2 separate regions of the Mus musculus genome follow, and region 1 is linked to region 2. The links are chromatin contacts, called in public HiChIP or PLAC-seq maps. All regions are on one chromosome and are shown on one strand. The core of a region is the stretch at or near the end of the contact, and the rest is flanking DNA. Distances in the headings are between cores, read along the strand shown. Region 1 has its middle 21 kb from the start of Klhl24. Region 2 holds the start of Klhl6 (kelch-like 6).

The links. HiChIP or PLAC-seq counts read pairs in DNA pulled down with a chosen protein or histone mark.
Region 1: an H3K4me3 HiChIP or PLAC-seq map of the 230-238 cell line shows a contact between it and region 2, with 28 read pairs. The contact joins the enhancer-like site here to the promoter of Klhl6 in region 2. A contact is called at or near these places in 6 of 39 promoter capture datasets (the C10 cell line, the SN4741 cell line, cranial neural crest and 3 more), 1 of 15 datasets of contacts at CTCF or cohesin (CD8 T cells), 8 of 484 Hi-C or Micro-C datasets (CD8 T cells, bone marrow-derived macrophages, centroblasts and 4 more), 6 of 115 datasets of contacts at active chromatin or transcription factors (the 230-238 cell line, bone marrow-derived dendritic cells, bone marrow-derived macrophages and 2 more) and 2 of 9 other capture datasets (adipose tissue and liver).

The regions. Positions count from the first base shown.
Region 1 is chr16:20,074,137-20,078,301 of GRCm38.p6, reverse strand. No RefSeq gene overlaps it. Among named protein-coding and RNA genes, the nearest start is that of Klhl24, 21 kb to the left of the region's middle. Within about 2 kb of position 1,426, at least 25 of the 459 cell types and tissues checked have an H3K27ac peak or open chromatin away from gene starts, as enhancers often do. A contact at or near this core is called in the 230-238 cell line, centroblasts, pre-B cells and 2 more, where this site is marked.
Region 2 is chr16:19,980,294-19,984,474 of GRCm38.p6, reverse strand. It overlaps Klhl6 (kelch-like 6), which reads left to right and starts at 1,426. Exons shown (of 7, transcript NM_183390.3): 1 at 1,426-1,758. The coding sequence starts at 1,472.

The sequences.
Region 1 (4,165 bases), core at 177-2,676, 94 kb before region 2:
ATTGGCATCAAATATAGTTATAAGTCTCCAAATAAGGGATGTGAACTGATTCCAGATTCTCTTGAGCCATTTCTCCAGTAGCTATATCTTAACTTTTTGAATATCAACAGTAACACAGTAATCCAACTGATTGGACTCAGTTAATATTTCTCCCTCTTTGTTACTTGGAAGAAGTTTAGTTTTAGTTCTGAGAGATTAGATTAAAAAAAAAAAAGATGTACCACAAAATGAATTCTTTTGGGGAGATTTAAAGTAAGTTTTTGCCAATTTAAAATCTGGAATTGAAAGCAGTCCAAATTGGGGAGATGAGGTGGGCTGGAGATATGGCTTAGCAGTTAAGAGTAATGACTGCTCTTCCAGAGGTCCTGAGTTCAATTCTCAGGAACCACATGGTGGCTCACAACCACCTGAAATAAGATCTGATGCCCTCTTCTGATGTGTCTGAAGACAGCTACAGTGTACTCATATACATAAAGTAAATTAATGGTTCATTTTTAAAAAAAGGAAACAGCCCAAATGATACTTGTTTGGTTTCAGACCCCTAGGACAAGGCATGGAGGTGCATATTTTACATATCAAAGCAGTCCTGGCTTCCAGGTTCTCTCAGCATCCCTCAGTCCCTACCTGGCATACCTTGTCCCCAACCCTGAACTTTCCAGCCCAGAGGCTGGGTCAGCTGCCCTAATCCCAGTGGTTCTTCCCTATATAATCCAGACATTTTTGGTTCTCCTCTCTCTCCTCTTCCTCTTTTTCCCCCTTCTCCTCTACACACACACACACACACACACACACACACACACACACACACACACACACACACACACAGAGGCCCTTTCTCTTTTTCTCTCCACCTTTCTTCCCATGGTGACTTCCCTCCTTGGTCCTTGGGGCCATGAACTCACTTGAGAGCAGCTTCCCACTAAATCTGTATTTAATCTAATATAATCTGGCTTGTATCAACTCATTTCACCTTCGGAGAAGTAACCTATCAAAACCTAATAAAGAAAGAATTTTTTATGAAACTAATAAAAAATTTGAATCTTCTTAAACAAGGACAGTCTATTCAGATAAGGCCGGGCCCTGAGTAAGTAAGGTGTTTTAAACAAAAGCATGACTAGTGAGAGGAGTAATAGAATCTTCCCTACTAAATGTTAGAGAGGTTTTGAGTCTACCTGCTTAAGCTCTCAGGTGTTGATGTAGTTAAACCCAAGTGTCATCCAATGAGTATGTGAGTGTTAGGTTTTGGCTAGAGTGGGATGGTTAAGAAGACACTGAGATGGAACACGAGGGACTGAGGGACATATTGTAAGAGTTGTTAATGTCATGTAGACAGACAGAGGGGTGAAAGTATGGTAGGACAGGGAGGGTCACAGGGGAGTTTGGGTCCCAGCACCAGCCACAAACACCTGGGACTCAGGGAGCACTTGGCAGAAGTGAAAGTCTCTTCTCATAGCCTCTAGAGATAGAGTAGTTTCACAGCACAGAGTCTGCAGCTGGGTCTCATGCCCAGGCAGGAAGCTGGAACAGATGTGTTTGGTACTAATAGTCATTGGCTCACTTGATAGGTAAGAAATCCTGCATTTCAGCCAGGGACTCACAGACAATTCTGACATTACATTTGTACATATGTGCTCTGAGAGGGAGCTGGCCCAAATTTGTGGTGAGATATATAAATCTAAGAGTTTATTTCATGAAATTTTGTGGTACAGGGTTGGTTAGAAGTATCGGAGAGGGTCCATTCACTACAGGTTAAAGGGACTCTGATGTGGTATATATCAGGGCCACATTTTCTTGACTCCTAACCCATGGTGGCTTCTTTTTTCCTCCTGCACTTTCTTCTTTCTCTTGGTCCCTCCCTGAACTTCATATCCTGGAAACCTAAACCCCACCTATGTTTCTTCTGCCCAGCTATTGGCTGTTGGCATCTTTATTTATCAATCAGAAATAACTTGGGAGAAGGGTTACAGGTCTATGTGCAGACTCCAAGCCCACACTTAGCAATACAATAGACCAACCCTCCAAAAGACACTTGTATAAGGAGACTACTGATGTTCCTAGGAGAAGGGATAGGGGTGTCTTTGGCTAAGGCAACAGAAAGCTTTACTCAATGTTGGCAATTTCTCAGAGCCATTTGTTCATTTAACCATCAGTCTATAGACTTAAGTTCACAGACAAAATTAAAAGTTTGTACAATAGATTGAATTTTACAAATAGATATCTGTCCACTAAAATAAGTTTTAAGATGTGTTTATCAGGTACCTTAACTTCTAACTGTATCCTCATTTTTTTCTTTTCCAGTTTGGAAAAATCTTTCACTTTAGGACAAAACTAATTTACAATCTAAAATACTTTCTTATCCAAGAGCATTTCTATTTAAAAAAACAAAAACAAACAAACAAACAAAAAAAACCCCCACCAAAATCTTGGGGCTAGAGAGTTGGCTCAGCAGTTAAGAGCATTGGCTGTCCTTGCAGAGGACCCAGGTTTGATTCCCAGGACCCCCATGGCAGCTCACAACTGTAACTCCAGTTCCAAGGGATCTGAAGTCATTTTCTGGCCTCTGCAGGCACCAGGCATGCTCATGGTGCATAGACATAACATGCAGGACAAATCCTCAGACATATGTAAGAATTATCAAACATGAGTCTTTTCTACCCAATACTATAAAACTTGTGTTTAGGACAAGGAATTAAGGTCTTTTTTGTCTTTCCACCATTTAAGACTTAAAATAGCATTAATCCTCCCAGGAAAACCCTTGTTTAATCAAAGGCCCCCTGCTCTAGGAATTTGGTGGCTTGGGACTCCTTTCCCCTCCTTCCTTCATTCCCTATGTACCAGCTTTCTTTAGACTAGCCAATGGAGTAAGACTGTGAGGTTGGACCCCAGGCAATGGGGAAAAGAAAGTTACTACCTGTATTAGAATAACAACCAAATGCACTTCCTGTCTTGCTATGTGTTTGCCCTTCCTGATAACATCCTCTTGATCAAGAGTAAAGTTTGCTTTGTCTAGACACTTCAGTTGGAATGGTGGTCTCTTTCTTTTCATTATATTTAAAAAAATTCTTAGCAAAAATATATTTTGTAATTTTCACTACTCCCTCTTTCCTTCCTTCCTTCCTTCCTTCCTTCCTTCCTTCCTTCCTTCCTTCCTTCCTTCCTTCCTCCCTCCCTCCCTCCCTTCCTCTCCCTCTCTCTCTTTCTTTTTTTCTTTCTTTCTTCCTTCCTTCCTTTCTTTCTTTCTTTCTTTCTTTCTTTCTTTCTTTCTTTCTTTCTTTCTTTCTTTCTTTCTTTCTGACACAAGGTCTCTCTATGTAATCCTGACTGTTCTGTCCTGGAACTTGCTATGCAAAATCTCCTTGCCTTTGGCTCTAAAGTGCTGAGATGAAAGATGTGTGCTATCATAACTAGAAACAATTTTTTCTTAATAAAATAACTATATATTCCAATTTGAACTCAGGAAGCTGGTATATGGAACATAGGCAAGATAGGATCTAATTTGGGCCTTGCAGGCATCTGAGAGGGGAAGAAAGTCTGACATGTCTAGCTCTACTCTTTTTGTCTTCTTTACTTTATGATACCTGCTCACCTTTGTAGTGGGCATGGTAGTAATTTTAGTAAGTCATGGATAGTAAATTGCATAGGGTCATGAGAAATTGAGTTATGTTGTACTGGGCAGTAGTTGCTAGTCATAAAGAATTATAGGCTTATCTTTGCCTGACTGGTCATTCAGCTCTACCTGCAGAAACAATATGCCTAAGAATAGAAAACAATCCATACTGCTCCCAGTCAAATCACAAACAAACAAACAAACAAACAAATAAAAATAGCTGTATCTTTTGGTAGCTGCCTGTATATGTGTACATGTATATATATTCATGTCCCAGCTTTTCCAGATGTGCTCAGCCTTTACCCTGCAAAAAGAGGCCCTTCACTGTTCCAATAAAGCAATCTCAGCTATCAAGATCCAGTCTGTCCTTCTCTGCCCCAGCTTTCTCTTCTCTTCCTCTTCCTCCTTCTGTTCTTCCTCCTCCTGCTCCTCCTCCTTCTTCTTCCTTTTTTTGATAGTTTTCTCTGTGTAGTCCTGGATGTCCTGGAACTCATTCTGTAAACCAAGCTGACCTGGAACTCAGAAATCCACCTGCCTCTGCCTCTCCAGTGCTAGGAT
Region 2 (4,181 bases), core at 177-2,676:
TAACAGGTTTAGAGGTTCAATCCATTATCAGCAAGACAGGAACATAGCAACATCCAGGCAGGCATGATGCAGGAGGAGCTGAGAGGTCTACATCTCATTCCTATCTGGCTACATTCATTTTTTTTTTAATTAGATATTTTCTTTATTTACATTTCAAATGCTACCCCGAAAGTTCCCTATACTCTCCCCCCGCCCTGCTCCCCTACCCACTCACTCCCACTTCTTGGCCCTGGTGTTCCCCTGAAATGGGGCATATAAAGTTTGCAAGACCAAGGGGCCTCTCTTCCCAATGATGGCCTCATTAGTAGTTTTTAAGGCATGTGAAAAATAAATATAAAACAATAAGGAGTTTGGTAGATACACTCATGAATGAGAAACTGAATTTTATTTTATTGTGTGTGTGTTTGGGAGGAGGTAAGGAGCTAGAGCAGTTTTGGCCTTATGTCTATAATTTGAGAGAGTATGGTATAAGTTGTCATGAAGAGGCTCATGTCATTGTGTATTGTTTTCAGCATTACCAGAGGATATAGTTAGAAGCATTTTTATGATTTGAACCTGAAATGTCATGCCATAAGCCTATGTCTTGAACGTTTATTTGTCAACTGGTGTTATTAGGGAGGCTATGGAACCTTTATGAAGTACAGCCTAATTTGTATAATTAGGTCATTTAGGGGAAGGCCTTTGAAGGTTACTGGTACCCTTCTGAGCTACCACCATGTGAACAACATATGCCACGTGGTGTTATTGTTGGAGACTGACCCACTATCCCATCCGCTTCCAGGCATAGTGGGCAGATATCCTGGACCAAAATAAATCTTTTGTTCCTTAAATATTTTTTCTGTCAGATAATATGATCAGAACGATGTAACTAATACAGAAGACTGATACCAGGAGTATGGTCATAGCTTTCATTAAATCTGAGCATGTGATTCTTAGGCCCTTGGAAATCATTTGCAGAAGGAAGATGGAGAAATTTGAAGGTATGTGTTAGAGAAGCCCTAAAATTCAGAAAGAAAGTTTATAGGGATATTCAGAAGAAAGGTAAGGCTCCAAAGGGGTCTCAGATAGTGGGAGACAGAGAAGTCCCCCTATGCAGTTCCTCTCTGAAGTCTTAGTTGTTGATGCAGGTATAAGTAAACAGATAATAACTGGAAGCAGAGGTTTGCGTGAGGTGGGAGAGGACTAAACCGTACTCCCGGGAGACACAGATAAGCTACCTTCCCCCCCCCCCCCACCCCCACCAGATCCCTGATCTACGCACCCACTCAAAGACATTCCTAACCCTGTGACAGTCCACAGAAAGAAGAGGAGGAGTTGGTGGTGTTTGTAGTAACAGGATGAGAAAGTGTGAGACTTCCTGTTATGTATGTGTGACAGCTGGTGATAAGTGGAGGGGCCTGTGCAGGAAATCCGTTCAGCTTCTGCAGTGTGACCTCCCCGAAACTTGGCAGCTCCTTTAGTCTAGACGTTGATGGCAGGACAAAGAGGCGCCTGCACCATGAGCGATGTGGTAGAGAGGAGCTTGGAAGGACCCTTAGCACTGACTACAGACAAGTCCTCCCAGAAAAGGGGAGACTTGGTGGAAATATTAACTGGGGAGAAGGTAAAATTTGACGACACGAGACTTTCTTTAATTCTTCAGAACGGCCTGGAGACGCTGAGAGAGGAAAATGCTTTGACAGACGTCATCTTGTGTGTGGATGTTCAGGAATTCTCTTGCCATCGAGTGGTGCTTGCTGCAGCCAGCAACTATTTCAGGTCAGTCTGCTTTGAATCCGAGTCAAACTGCATGTATATTGCAAGGAAAACATCTGTAGATGCGAGAGCTCTGTAATCTACAAGACTGAGCAAGCTCAGTCTGATTTGTTTGCTGTTACATTTATGGTTATATATATTCTTACATAGAGTATGTTAGGTATCATGTTGTATTATATATTACCTTATGTACTATGTATAATATAAATATGTATGCTTATACACTAAGGTTTGTGCCTACTTAAAATGTAAGAAAGGAAACTATCAACCTTTAGAATTTTGATTTAGGTCAAGAGAAACTGGGACCATTTAGAAGCAGTATTTTATTATTTATTACTTGGAACCTTTCATCTCATCCTTGGTCTGATTCCACCATTCGGATACTTTTCTTTGAAAGACTTAATTCTCTGTCTTAATATCCTTTATCATCTCTTAGAGTCAAGCTAACATACTTTAAAAATATGTTTTGTTATCTTTTACCTTGACAAGTGTACTTTGGGAATGATAAAATTGAAAATATGCTTTAAACACACACACACACACACACACACACACACACACACACACACACACCACACTATGTCCTTGATTTTAAGGGTGTGACGTTACTTAAGCCAGGGGGATTTTTTTCCCCTCTTTCTTCAGTTTGACTAATGTGTTTAAAACATGATGTTGTCTTTGTTCATCAGTAGAGGTAGAGAAAAAAATGTGGCCTCACTCTTGGAGTTATCACATAACGTGCTGAAAATTAGGGGTTTCTGGTGTACAAGGAGTGGTGGGAAGGACAAACAATGCAAGAAGCCTCTGGATGTGAAAGGCTCCTGAGGTGTCATAGTGAGATGACACTATGTTTCCATGTCACTTGAGCCCTTTCTTGGCCATGAGATTTTAGGCGACTCTGAATTTCAACTGGTAGATGGGTATAGTGACAGTTTTCTTTTATCATTGTTGTAATGATCCTCTTAGTGAAAAGATCTCACACAGTGCCTGGTAGATACATTTGCTCATAAAATCTTTGTTGAAACCTTGTATGAATACAGCTGGACCAGCATTGTCAACATTAGTGTGGTAATGACAGAGAACCAGTGAGTAAGGATGGTGTGGATAAGGGAGGTGTTTTGGAAAGTAGGGGGAAAAAAATCACTTTATTTTTAGTGAGATTTTCCTACCTTTCAGTTCTGGTTGAGGATTTTAAGAAAATAACATGTGAATATATATAATATTTTCAAAAATCACATATTTCAAATAAAATATGATTATACATAATCAAATATATAAACATCAAGCAAGTACATATACATATATAGCTCAGATCATTCATTCATATATGTATTTGTATTTTATTTGGGGTAGTTAGGAGAAAGTTTTTCTTTAGAATTCAAACAACAGAGTTAGACAGTTGTATGTAAAGAACTCCCATATGTTGACAAGGCCAGAGGCAGAGCCTATGTGAATTGAGGGAAGTCATGACTGCTTTCTACCACAAACAACGGTCACTGGTTTCGCTTTGCACTGGCATGATAGAGGTGACAGATGCCCCCTTTTCAGATGTGGAAATGAAAACTGCACATTACTTACCTGGCCATTGCAGGAGCAAGGATTCCACACATTCTAAGAGTCTTTGTTTTAACTGACGTATGAGTTGCCACTAAGTATGGAGCATCATTCTATCTGCAGCCTATCTTGGTAAAATATAAGCATGGTCATAAAAATGGGTTGACACAAACACACTGCTTAACCTGCCCCTGTACTGGCCACTAGATTTCCCATTCAGGAGGGAATGAAAGTCAATTTGTCTCAGTGCCCTGGGTATTCCTTTTCAGTTTATTCTTTATGTTTTGAGTCACTGAGAAATTGCTATCATTGGTTGGTAGTTTCATAGATGTGTTTGCTTGCTTAGAAGACAGGACTATTGGCTGGCTTCCCCTGAGACATCAATTTTTTTCTGGTTCTTGGGCTTCTCCTCATAAACAGAAGGTGCTTTAGTTCAGATATGTCCTTGCCAGTGCAGAAAACACTCTGTTGGTCCTCAAGGCCAGTATGGCAGTAAGAAGCTGGAACACACACAGGTGTAAGTGTCTGCCTGTGGATGTAGACTTTCTTAACCTTTCTTTTGATTTACATCTAGGTATTTCCAATGTAGTTTTCATCCTATAATGGATACAGGTCTGGCTATAGGACTCTGTTTTCTGTTCATTGAGCAACTGTGTGGAATAGGCTTTGTATCACATGCACTTAGCCCATTTAATGTGTACAAAATTTTGTGTTCAACAATTTTGTGCATAATAATATTGTGCTTGTCTTACACATGGTGGGGGCTGAAGTCTAGGTGCCAGTTAATTAAAAAAAAAAATAGTCAACTTGAATCCTAAGACCAAGGATCAGCATTGGGTCTGACAGTGACTCACTGCCTCTTTGCTTTGTTT